Regions from separate parts of the Hordeum vulgare genome. Here region 1 is linked to region 2. Evidence: chromatin contacts called from public Hi-C data. All regions are on one chromosome and are shown on one strand. The core of a region is the stretch at or near the end of the contact, and the rest is flanking DNA. Distances in the headings are between cores, read along the strand shown.

The links. Hi-C and Micro-C count contacts between places; a contact is called where the count stands out from the background.
Region 1: a Hi-C map of seedling shows a contact between it and region 2, with 3 times the contacts expected there. The contact joins the promoter of LOC123445010 here to the enhancer-like site in region 2. A contact is called at or near these places in 2 of 6 Hi-C or Micro-C datasets (leaf and seedling).

What each region holds. Positions count from the first base shown.
Region 1 is chr3H:556,620,376-556,626,357 of MorexV3_pseudomolecules_assembly, reverse strand. It overlaps LOC123445010 (vacuolar protein sorting-associated protein 53 A), which reads right to left and starts at 4,261. Exons shown (of 24, transcript XM_045121924.1): 1 at 3,919-4,261; 2 at 3,649-3,743; 3 at 3,349-3,405; 4 at 2,987-3,137; 5 at 2,799-2,869; 6 at 2,514-2,638; 7 at 1,899-2,059; 8 at 1,654-1,795; 9 at 1,370-1,433; 10 at 814-1,002; 11 at 683-724; 12 at 469-573; 13 at 321-380; 14 at 18-95. The coding sequence starts at 3,967. LOC123445012 (UDP-N-acetylglucosamine--peptide N-acetylglucosaminyltransferase 110 kDa subunit) reads right to left here. Exons shown (of 12, transcript XM_045121926.1): 12 at 5,337-5,982. The coding sequence ends at 5,889.
Region 2 is chr3H:556,219,544-556,225,674 of MorexV3_pseudomolecules_assembly, reverse strand. No RefSeq gene overlaps it. Among protein-coding and RNA genes, the nearest start is that of LOC123445009, 160 kb to the right of the region's middle. Within about 2 kb of position 4,169, at least 3 of the 3 cell types and tissues checked have open chromatin away from gene starts, as enhancers often do. A contact at or near this core is called in leaf and seedling, where this site is marked.

The DNA of each region.
Region 1 (5,982 bases), core at 3,012-5,511, 400 kb before region 2:
CTGGAAACAGTGTATACCTGAAACAAGTTGAATAATGTTTGGTTCTTTGTCAATGCACTGCATCTCTTTAAGCTTCTTCTAATTACCAAGAACACCTGCACAAGGGAAATTGCAAAGCAGATTAACATAATATTTTGACATGTTGTGGATTATCAAATGCAGATTTGCACATGAGATCTGCTAGCGGCTTAGGGAAACCTAGCCTAGTTATAGTATACTGGCAAAGTTTTGACCAAACCTGAATTGCTATTTGCTATCGGCCACATAAAGCAAATTTGCCAGAAACAAGATTTCGAACTAGCAAGAATTATTTCTCATACCTGCATGCTGCTTGATAGAATGTTTGTTTGACTCCCTTCCTCGGTTTCCCATTTTTCTTCCTGCCAGCATAGAAGGGCGAAATCAAGCTAAGCAGGCTCAAACACCAAGGGTTCAAACTTCAAGTATGTCTATACTTGTCTAGCATACCTGGATAAGTTTATCTAATTGTTCGACCAAAGATTTCTCCTCTAGTTCTGTGTACACAGCCATGTATGGTTCAAAACAAGATGATATGATCCCATGAAAGTTGAACTGCCAGAGTAAAGAGCAAAATATGATACATGAGTATATGACACACAGCTCGTATTATTCAAAAGAATAATAAACATGCACTGGCCCATAGTTGATATAGACTACTAACCCCAGCACCAGGAACTGACAAATCTTTCTGCTTCTCTTTGTCCTGCCAGTAAAGAATTGCAGAAGAGTTGGAAAGAAAATATCAACAGAGGAAGAAAAGGTTGAGAGATTAAGCAAGTAAGCAGCAAATACTTGTTCAGCTTCATCATTGGGCACTCCCAGTTTCTTCTCGTATTTCTTCCGTATATCTGAAACAATTTTGTTGTGTTCCGTACCCTCATTTTCATCATCACTTTCCAGCTCTTTATTCCGAGCAGTCGTGGTTCCTCCACTGAATTTCTCAGCCAGTTCTTCCTCAAATTCAAGGGTTCTTTGTAACGCCTGCATTGCAAGAATGTCAGAGTGTTTGGCGCAGAAGTTCTATAACGTAAATGAGCAATTGCACACTCAGTCAAAACATTAGACATATGTAGTATGACACAGCTCATAATCCCAGATATAAGCTGCTACGACATTAATGCATTATGATGTACATAATTGTGTTACTTCATTGATATTTTGTCGCATTAAAACCAACAGAAATCTAACAGTATACCAGAAGCAAGATGAAACCAATAGAAAAATTATCTAAAAGATAAAATGATTTGATATGATATAGGTATAGTCGTCTGCACAAAATGGTAAGACAAAGGGGACATAGTAATTCCCATCTGTCATCCATACTTCAAAGAAATAACAAGCAACTTACCAATAACAAAGTTGCAACATCTGGCTTTTCTTTGAGATTATTCAGGATATCGACAAGCTGGGTCCTGGAAAAGAAGTAATTTGTCACCAGTAAATTAATTTGTCCAGCAGAAGATAATAATTGATCTGACATCTGAGTGGTCAAATATTATTAGCGACATAATGCATAAAAGAGGATGTAAACTAAGTTAAGTGATGGTTGCTTTAGTATTATGTGAAACTCCGTGCTTGGCGAAGAAAAGAAGTAAGTTCATAAAATGCAAAAGTGGAGAAGCAACATCAAACCTTGTAATCTTACAGAACTGGATACACAACAGATAATCAACATGCCAAGAAGGTGGAAATATTTTCCAGGTATCTTCATTTGACCGTAATCGACGCTTAATCCATGCATATCTCCTTTCAGTCTTGTCTAACTTGGCCAGTTCTGTCTCCCCCAAAGAAGTATCAGAAAAATAAGCAAAATGTACACCCATTTGTAATAAAGTGAAATAGACAACTGATGTACGTAACATATACAAGGTTTTGACCTGCTCCGTCAAAGATCTGCTTATACGAGATAAGTTCCTTGCTGCAAAAATTCTTTACTAGTTCTTCCCTCACGGACGGTTCCAGAGCATCAACCACCAAACAAGCATCAGATAGCTGCTGCAATAAATTCTCATCTTCTGTTTCCTTCCCAGTCCCTAAGCTGCAAAGTTATACTAATTTGTGGATCTGTTTCATAGTTTGAAATATATAGCAAACAAAACAGTTGGTTAATAAATACAACTTTGCAGTGCTACGATGTGTTCCCATTTCTCAGGCATGAAATAGTCAGGATCCCAAACTGTCGGTCCAGCAGGGGAAGTATTTGATAAAGTAGCCTATTTAGGGAATATAATTTCTATGGCTTTTTCAATCAACTTACCTGCTACTCACTGGATTCAAACTATACCCGCTGATAAAACCTCACTTATTGAGTGATAATACTGAAAATGACGAGGAAATGAAAAGGTGCTACTTCCCAAGTTTGGCCACCTGTTTCTGGCTAACTCAGGGATTAATTGTCATTTGCATTGAACTTACTTGCAGTACCTGACTGGTTTACTACTCCAGATAAAGTGCTGCTACCAAGGACAAAATACAGTTCATTTGTTGTGTACCTTGTAAAGTCTGAATATACATGAGATTTAAGGATTTTCTTGATGTTCTTGAGTTTCTCTCTGAGCTCTGATATTTTTGGCACATCCCGATAGGCTTCAAAATGACTGCACAGCTGGTTTACTGCCTGAATGTAAAAAAGGATAAGGAACTTTCCTGGATAACTTATGCACACAAATAAAAGCACCAGCATGCCAATTCAAAATGGTTACAGCAAGCGGTAGCATGGATATAAACACTAGAAAGTTTGCAGGTGTGTCGTGGATTAATGTGTCTTACACGCTTACCTCGAGTTGTGCAGCTGCTTCTTTGTACTGACGCTTTGAGGCCATGACCTGAAGTTGCTCGACAGCAGAAACTGGACATGACGTATGCACATTATGAGTTAGCTTAGGTGGATGCAGTCTTGCTACTGAACATTTATTTTTAAGCACAATAGCACATACCCCAAATAAAGTGAAGTAAAGAAACTAACCAAGCATAGTAAGGCGGTGAAGAGCCGTTATTGTAGTTGTTATATGCCTCTTGGCGCAATCCAACTTTTTAATGTCCCGGCAGATTTCTTGAACCATTGTTTCACTTTGCTCAGCCTTCGTTTTTATTTCACGTATCTTATACATTAGTTCCTGTTAGTATAGAGCAAAGTTAAACTCCAATCATTCCATAAAGTATTCACTCCAGTACCTGATTAACATCCTACCCTTTTCCCCTAAATAGACATCCTACCCTTTGCAGAGCTAATCCAACTACAGCTTAGTAAGGCTTGCCACTCAATCGATCATCGAGTAAGTTCATTGTGGGTAAAATGCAAATCATACAGAAAGGGGGAAGTATGACCTGAACAGCATTTGTGGCAGCAGCAAGTTCTTCTTTGGCCTTGGTTCCCGAGTTACTCTGTGGAGTAGCAACATCTTCCCGTTATCAGATATATATAGTATAGCCATAAGCAATAATAAGCAAATACCAAACAATTCCGGAGCATATTCAAAGTAAATTCACTGCAATTGCATCATCATAATACCACACCACTTCCTCGTACCAAAGAACTACATAACACATCAGTTCTAAATGCAAAGAGCGTAGATATTGCAAACCACAACACTGCTACAAGTGGAGCACGAGATCACGAGTCCGAACCTGCTGCCGCACGGCGGCGAGGATGCTGGCGTCCACACGGCGAATCTCGCTCTGTATCTTCTGCATCAGCGGCTCGACCCCCGACAGCGACGCCTCTGCCAAGCCGCAGGAAAAAACAAACGCAAGCTGTTATAAACGCTATATTCCTCGAGCACCCAATGTTAAATCCCGGGCCAGCGAAGCTGGAAGCGAGCGCATTGCCGCCGCGGCAGCATCGCGAGCGAGCGGCCTGGCCGAGGAACGGGAATCGAACTCGAGCGGCGCGCGTACCGGTGGGGAACATCTGGTTGATGTACTCGAGGGCGCTGGACTTGTCCATGCCGGGCAGAGATCTCGCTGCCCCGAGCGCCCGCTCCTCGAGGATCTGGCGAGGCCCTCCAGAAGGATCTGGAAGAAGGGGGGGACGATCCGGCGGGGACCGGGCGGTCGGGGAGAGGGGCGGGGCCGGAGCAGAGGGCGGGCGAGCGGGGGAGGGAATGGAAGGCGCGGACTCGTCGGCGGGGTCGTCGGCGTCGTCTGCTCGGCCGATTTGTGCTCGGCGGTGGTGGGCGCCGAGTCGGTTGCTGGCAGGTGGAGCCCCAGTTTACCCGCTTTTCCAGCTGTGAGCCCGAACTTCACTTGGGTAGTTAAGCTATGGTTTGGTTTTCAAACTTGTTGGTCGAGTCGAGTCTCGAGTGAGATGAAATGCACTTGCACATAGTGACCTCTTGCTAGTGAGGGGGGCATCAAGGTAGGAATTGTGAATTAATACTTCCTCCGTTCGAAATTATTCTTCGCACAAATTGATAAAAATGGATGTACCTACAACTAAAATACATCTAGATACATTCAACAAGTATTTTCCGGACCAAGGGAGCAATACACATGTTTACATATACTAGTACTATGTAATAATTACAAACTTGCGCTTAAAGTTCAAATTTCAAGACCGGAGACTTTCAAAGAGACTAGGGTTCCATGGAGGCAGAGCTGATGACGTGGCTTCCAACACATTAGTGGAGGCAGAGGGAAGGACGATTAATATTGGTGGATTGGTGGACTTGGCTGTGCTCGTGTCATTGTTGTTGTTTGATCAGTTGTTTGTATGGTCATCCACACCATTCAAGTTTTTGTTGCTGTTGACTGTGTAGTTCATTTAATTGTTGTCGATTGCTCCATCGATCTGTATGCTCATGTAATTGCTTTCTTGTTGATATGTAGTTGATGCAGAGGAGAAATTGTTTATTGTGTACTTGAATATTTAACTTTTTACTACTACCTCCGTCCGGAATTAGTTGACGCTTAAATGGATGTATCAATATTTGCGCAGTTAATGCAAATTCTTTGTACGATTTGTTGTAGTTTCACAGAGGGGTCAAGTTTTTGTATAATCTGGTCATAATTTAACTGGTGGATCTACGAGGTGTGGTGTATTTTGTGATATATGGTGATCATTGTGCATTGCTATTGCATGTAAGTTGTTATGCCAGATTGGAACAAAAATAACTAAAATAAACTAAGTGAAACATGGCTAAAATACTATGAAGTCAATATCAGTTAAACAACACACTATTTCAGTTCAGAGGCATTATAGGCTTTTCAATATAAAACTCAGACGGACAACAACCAAAAAGAACTGGGAACTGGACTTGGTGTCAAATTAAAAGAGGAACAAAGATGCCAAATTTCACAGGGCGGCATATAGAAAGTAAAAGGGGAACCAAGGCACCATATTTTGTGGGGAAATACAGAAATAGGCTGCGTCCATAGTAGTGGGGAGTCGGGAACTCCTACAAACTTCAAGTGACACTACCGAATATTGATAATGGTGTTAACACAACTTCATACCAGAGACGGAGTCTTCCAAGAGAAAACCTAGAGCTGGCGAAGTGGCAACTGATCTTACAGTGACGGTGAGTTGTGTATGCAACTAAACCTGTGAGGTGTTATGTACATGGTACAGGTGCAGTCGGTTCATGTTCATGTCACATGCCTGTTACAGCAGTCAAATTCTACTACAGATTCTGGGCCCTTTCCGAGTGGCCGGCCACAGAGAACCTACTAGCACAGCAACGCGGAGCCTGGGTGCTGATCAACGACACACGGACGGCAGCAGCATTAGAAGTCACCAAGCATAGCTTCTGAGTTGGCCCCTTGAAAGCTGACATTCCAGATCTGAGATTTGCACGGGCTAGTCCTCCTAATTCGAAGCTCCGGCGCGAGGCTGAAAGGTCATCACCGTTCATCATCCCTTCCTTGCCCTACTGTTTCTTAGCCAATGTGAGGGCTTTTGCCAGGTTCGATTTGGCAGCATCAAGCAAGTCATCAGACTTCACGGCATTCTCGAAACAGCTT
Region 2 (6,131 bases), core at 2,920-5,419:
TAGACAAGCAACTCAATGCATCCGCCTTGTTCATCATTTAAAAGTCATTGACCTCCGAGAACCTTTCTCACATATGTTCCTTTCGTACTGCTAAGGATGTTTGATATCATATCAACACGTTGTGCATGGGCAACACAAGCATCCAACACTTCAAGTTTGATATTATTCAATATAAAGTCGGTGAGTTTATCATACACGATGATGATACACCCGAATACCTCTACTGTAGACTTACAACGCTTGCGATTTCTTTGAGGAACCATGAAGCAAGGACACATATGGGAAATGGATCAAGCACAAGTTTCTCAAAGCTTTCATGCCATTTAACAAAAACACTTCTTCCATGATTCGCGAAAGATTGAACTTTCACAACTTGTCATGTGATGATGCATTCAGTGAGTTCATCTCCACGTGAATCTTGAGCAAGACCGTCAACAATACCCTTGCTCGTGCTCGTGGGACAAATAAACTCGACCTTGCATTAAAGGCAAAGGAGGTTCAATTTCAAGATGTTGGAGAAAAAGAAAAAGGATCTTGCCCCGAGGTGATCAAATATGCTTTCTATGAGCACGTGACTCTTTCCTAAAAAACTTTTTGGGGGTAACAAGACGAACTTCAAGTCCAACCACTCAAAGTATAATTGAAGTGGTCTAAAACCAAAGAGTCCAAGAGTTAAGGACTTCTCATGCTTGCAGAAATGTTCATCATATACTAAAAATGTTCATCGTATATTAAAAAAAAAGTTCACCATCTATTACAGAAATGTTCTTTGTGTAGAAAAAAACTTCAATCTATACTAGAAATATATTCACCGTATATTTACAAAAAATTCATCATTTATTAGCAAAATATCCATCATATATTTAGAAAATGTTCATCATATATTACAAATATGTTTCAAGAGCATTTAGAAATTGATCAAATGACCAACGTAAATTACCATAATAAATCAATTTATCAACAAAATGTTCACAGGGACTCATACAAAGAAAAATAAAAAGCAAAAACAAACAAAAAATCAGAAAAGATCATAATAACAACCAGAAAAGAGAAGGAAAAAAAATAAAAATCCAACAGAAAAAACCAAAAACAAAGCAGTCAACGACCTGCAACGCGCTACCGGAACCTAGGTCGGTCCACCTGCACGCGTTGTGGGCGTAGCCACGCCTATTCGAAATCACTAATTAAGGGTTGCTCCTTTCAAAAATCACTCCCAATTCTCTAGGTTGCAATAAGATGCAGTGCGACATTTGTCGCAACATGGTAGTTTTTCCTTTTTCGTAGACCTATATTTTCAAAATATTTTATCTATTAAATTGTGCGTCCAAATCTTGAATTGTTTTCATTGTTTGATTCCTCGCGTCCAGATCTTCAAAACTAGATCCCATGTTGACAAGTTTTGGCAAACTTTTTGATAAAAAACCATACAAAAAACGAACAAAAAAAATAGTGGCTCTCACAGAAGGAAAAAACGTGTTTCTCTCGGAGAAGCAAAATCGTGCTTCCCATGAAAACACAAGAAACCCGTATTTTTTCCGTTTCTGAGAGTCACGGCCTTGCCTATCGCGAAAGCAAAACCGTGCCTTTGAAGAAAATAAAAAAAGAAAACGCATTTTTTATCGTTTTCGAAAGACACGGTCGTGCCTTTAGTGCAAGAAAAGTCGTGCTTTTTGGAAAAGGAATAAACATATTTTTATACGCGAGAAAAAAACGAATTTAATTTTTTTCGTCCAAACGCTAAGAAAGACCGGTAAAAAACCGAGACACCAAAAACCTGGAAAAATAAAATCAGCTAAAAAAGCTAAAAACGCGTACGAAAAAAAAGAATAAAATCCGAAAAAAACACTCAGAACGCGACATATGACCACGATTGAGAACACGCCAAATGATGGCATGTGGAAGTAATCATTGGGAAACTCCGGAAGGAAGGCTCACCAACTAGTTCCTCTGACGACTATTTGTCGGAAGCGTCTATAACACAGTTATAGCAAATGTATGTCGTGATTGGGTGAAGAGAGCTAGCAGTGGGCTGGTCCAATTTTATTTTCGTTTGTTGTTGTTTTTTCTCTTTGTTATAACCTTTATTTATATTTAGTGTTAAAAAGAAGTATTTAATTCAAAAAACATAAATTGAGAATTTTAAAAATACTTCCAAGGTGTAACTTATTGTTAGCATAACTTAAGAATATGTTAATATCTTTAACAAAATTGTTTTTGACATATAGAAAATATCCACGCATTTAAGAATATGTACACGTATTCTTTTGTATAAAACCATTTGAACAATGTACAAAATTTTCATGTTATTCAAAGAATATATTAAACGTGTATAAAGAATTGTTTTTCAGATGTATATGAAAATGTTTGGCGTGTTTCAGAAAATTCTATGTTAAAAGAGATATTAAAACAAATTAAATAATCTATAAGATCAATGTTAAACATTTATAAAAAAATTACATGCATGCCGAAAATATATAAAGTGTATTGGAACAATAGGCACCAAAACATATATTTGATAAAATATATTAGTACTGTATTTGAAAATTGTAAACATACGTAAAAAATAATTTGGACTTGTAGGAAAGTATACAATATGTGTTAAAAAAATAGAAATAAAAAATATATTTTGAGAAAATACTGTTGATGATAAACTTGAAAAATATTAAACGAGTATTAAATATGGTCATGACGTACACAGGAAATCAAAGATGTGTAAGAAAAATGTAGAATTGTTCAAAAAAAAGGAAAATAAAAGTTTTAGAAAATAAAATTAAATAAAAAGAACAAATATAATAAATGAAAACCGACATAGAAACAGGACGGTTAGATAAGGAGAATCTCTGAACAAAAAGTATAACAAAGAAAATAAAAAAACTGATGAAAATATATTAAAAACAATGAGAACCAAAGTATAACAAATACGAAAACACCATAGCAAACGGATGACGAAATTTAAAACCGAAGAAAAAACAAAAGAAAGCGGAAAAAAAAAAGAAAATGTACCAACAAAATCCTAAACAAACACAGCAACGATCGATGAAACGAAAGAGCAACCGAGAAAATCAGCGTCTGAGTCGGCCCATACGCATGAAGCGAGGGGAGTGACCATCTCGCTGTTTGGGAGATATAAAAGGCAAATTCTATTTAGCCTCACAGGCACCAATTATTGAAAAAAATTGCTAAACGGCGCCTCCAGTGCTTCCATCCCATTTAGATTTTCTACATGTGTTTAGTGTGTGAACTTTTTTCCAAATTGATGAGTTTTTTTTTTAAATTGGTGAACTTTTTTTTGAAAATCGATGAGGCATGGTTATCCCGGGATAGAAAAAAAGCCTAGAAACATGTTTTTTTTTCGTTTCTAAGAGGCACAACCATGCCTCTTGCTAAGGCAAAACTATGCCTCTCGCGAAAAAAACAGAAAATACATTTTTTTTTTCATATTCGGAAGGCACGACCATGCCTCTTAAGAAAGCGAAACAGTGCTTCTTGCGAAAGGAAAATCACGCTTCTCGCAAAAATATATTTGTTTCGTTTCCGAAAAGCACGGCCATGCCTTTTATGAAAGCAAAATCGTGCCTCTCGCAGAAGCAAAAGAGTGCCTCTTGCGAAAAAAACTATGAAGCATTTTTTCGCTTTGATGCAATTATTTTTGAATTTTTTTGTCAAAAAGCTAAGGAAGACAAGCAAAAGACTGAAACACCAAAAAAACCAATGTAAAAAGCCAAAAATACATGCAAAAAAATGCGAAGAAAATGCACAAACCACGACACTTGGCGGCGGCTGAGAACCGGCAAGTAACGCCGCGTGAGAGTGACCGTTGAAAGGCTTCCAAGAGAGTGCTCCATAACTAGTCCCCCCCCCATCCGCCTATAAAAATGAAAACTAAAGCCCTCCATGTCCGGTACTACTCCATTCCACGGCTTTCTATATTTTTATCTTTCTATGTTTTCTTAGAGAACTACTACGATTCTGCCATTTTATCATTTGTTTAGAAACTTTCGGCCTTTCTATATAATAATAAGAATAAAAAATAGGAAGACTTTAAGGTAAATGGGTCAGCCCAATAGTGAAGTTTTCTAAATGCACGAAGGCCCTAAAAGTCGGGATGCGCCTCAAACTGCCCTATATGTGTCGCATTGGGCAAACCCTATTTAGCGCCCCAAGCGCCGGCTAAAGGCAAAGTGTCCTAACCGGCGCCTGTAGCCCTCCGTAATGGGCCCGCCCATTTACAAATTCTTTATGAACTTATATTGAATTCGATGAACTTCTTTATAAATTGTTGAACTTTTTTTTTAAATCGATGAACTTTTTTGAAAATTAAAGAACGTAATCTAAAATTCATGAAATTTTTCGAAATCACTGAACTATTTTTAAAAAATTAACGAATGTTTTTTCAAAATCGATGATATTTTTTTCGAATTATGTGAACTTTTTGAAAATTCATGAACATACTTCTAAAAATCGGTGAACTTTTTTTCATAATCATTGAATTTGTTTCACAAATCTGAACGTTTTGAAAATTCTGTAAACTTTTTTCAATTTTTTAATAACCAACGAATTCAATATGGGCCGACCCACGAAGAGGGCCGCTGCAGGCACCCGCTCCCCTAGTGGCGCCTGAACCGCCACATAGGAGGTCCCGTCGCATTACGCAATGTATTGTCCAGGAAACGCATAGGGCCGGCCCTGTAGTAAATATACACTATAGCACGGGACCAAAAATCTAAAAAACGCGTGCGTTTACGCCGTATCGAACCCGTGACCTATCGGGGCCTTGCACGCGATGCTAGCCAATAGACCAGACAAACTTTGGAATTGTTGAAGTAGCTAACACCTATAAGAACAATCTACTTGTATGAACATGTTATAGGTAAGTAAAACAATACTTTAGGAGTATTGTACCTACATCATTTGTCAAACAATACTTTAGGAATTTTATTTCAAATTCCAATTCTTTTTAAAAGCATATCTTTAATAGATCGAAATGTTTTCAAGAAATTGAACTTTTCTCAAAAGGCAACTTTATTTCAAATATGCATACATTCTTCATTAAAAAGTACGAACATTTCTTTATTAGGGACCAATTTTAAAGTATTTATGAACATTTACTCAAAATTGCAAACATTCTTCTGAAAGCACATGTATTTCTTCAACCAAGATGTTATATACTATTTTTTGAAATTTTGAAATCCCATAAAATTTTGAAATTAAAGAATAAAATTTCAAATTAAGAACAACATTTGAATATGTTTTTAAATAAATTACGAATTTTTTTTAACTTAGAGCATAAAATTTGAAATCAAGAACAAAATTTGAAAATGGGAACAAAAAAATGAAAATGCCTAACATTTTTTGATTTAGATATTTTTCCTTAATATCAAGACCCACAATTTAACATGGAACAAAAACGTAAAACTCCCAAACATTTTCTGAATTTGGAGAACAAAGTTAGAAGTAGAGAACTATTATAAAATCCCGAACAAAATTTGGAAATGCGATGAAATTTCTAATATATAAAAACGGAAATATGTTCAAAAACTTGAATCTATACGAAATATAAATATCCCATAAATTGTGAAAAGAAGCTATCAATATTTTAAACATTTGAACATTTTCGAACTCCTGAACATTTTTCCAAATTTCTAAAACAAAATTGAAAAATAGGAACATATTATGATATTTCGAGTAATATTTGTGCAAATGTGAACATGTTATAATTTTTTAAATATTTTATGGAAAACGAAAAAGCAAATTAAAAAACAAAGAAATCTAAAAGTGAAACAAAAGAAAAGAAACAATTATCGAAATAAACAAAAATACGAGAAAATGAGAAAAGGGGAAAAAGGAAAAAGAACAAAAAAATGACGGTTTAAGAACCTTCTAGAAGTTTCCTAAAATCATAGAAAACTGGATGAGAACCTCTAGAAGGTTCCCAAAACTGAAAACGCTGAGATGCTTAAACGGACCGGCCCAGTCATAATGGTCTTACGATCTCCTTTGGGAAGCAGCTACATTTTAACCCAAAATGCGTTAAAATAGGGATTTCCGGGCACCGCATCGGCTGGATGGTACTCGAGCATCCCACTAAAAAAATAGGGATTTTTGGCATCGCATCGATTGGACGGTACTAC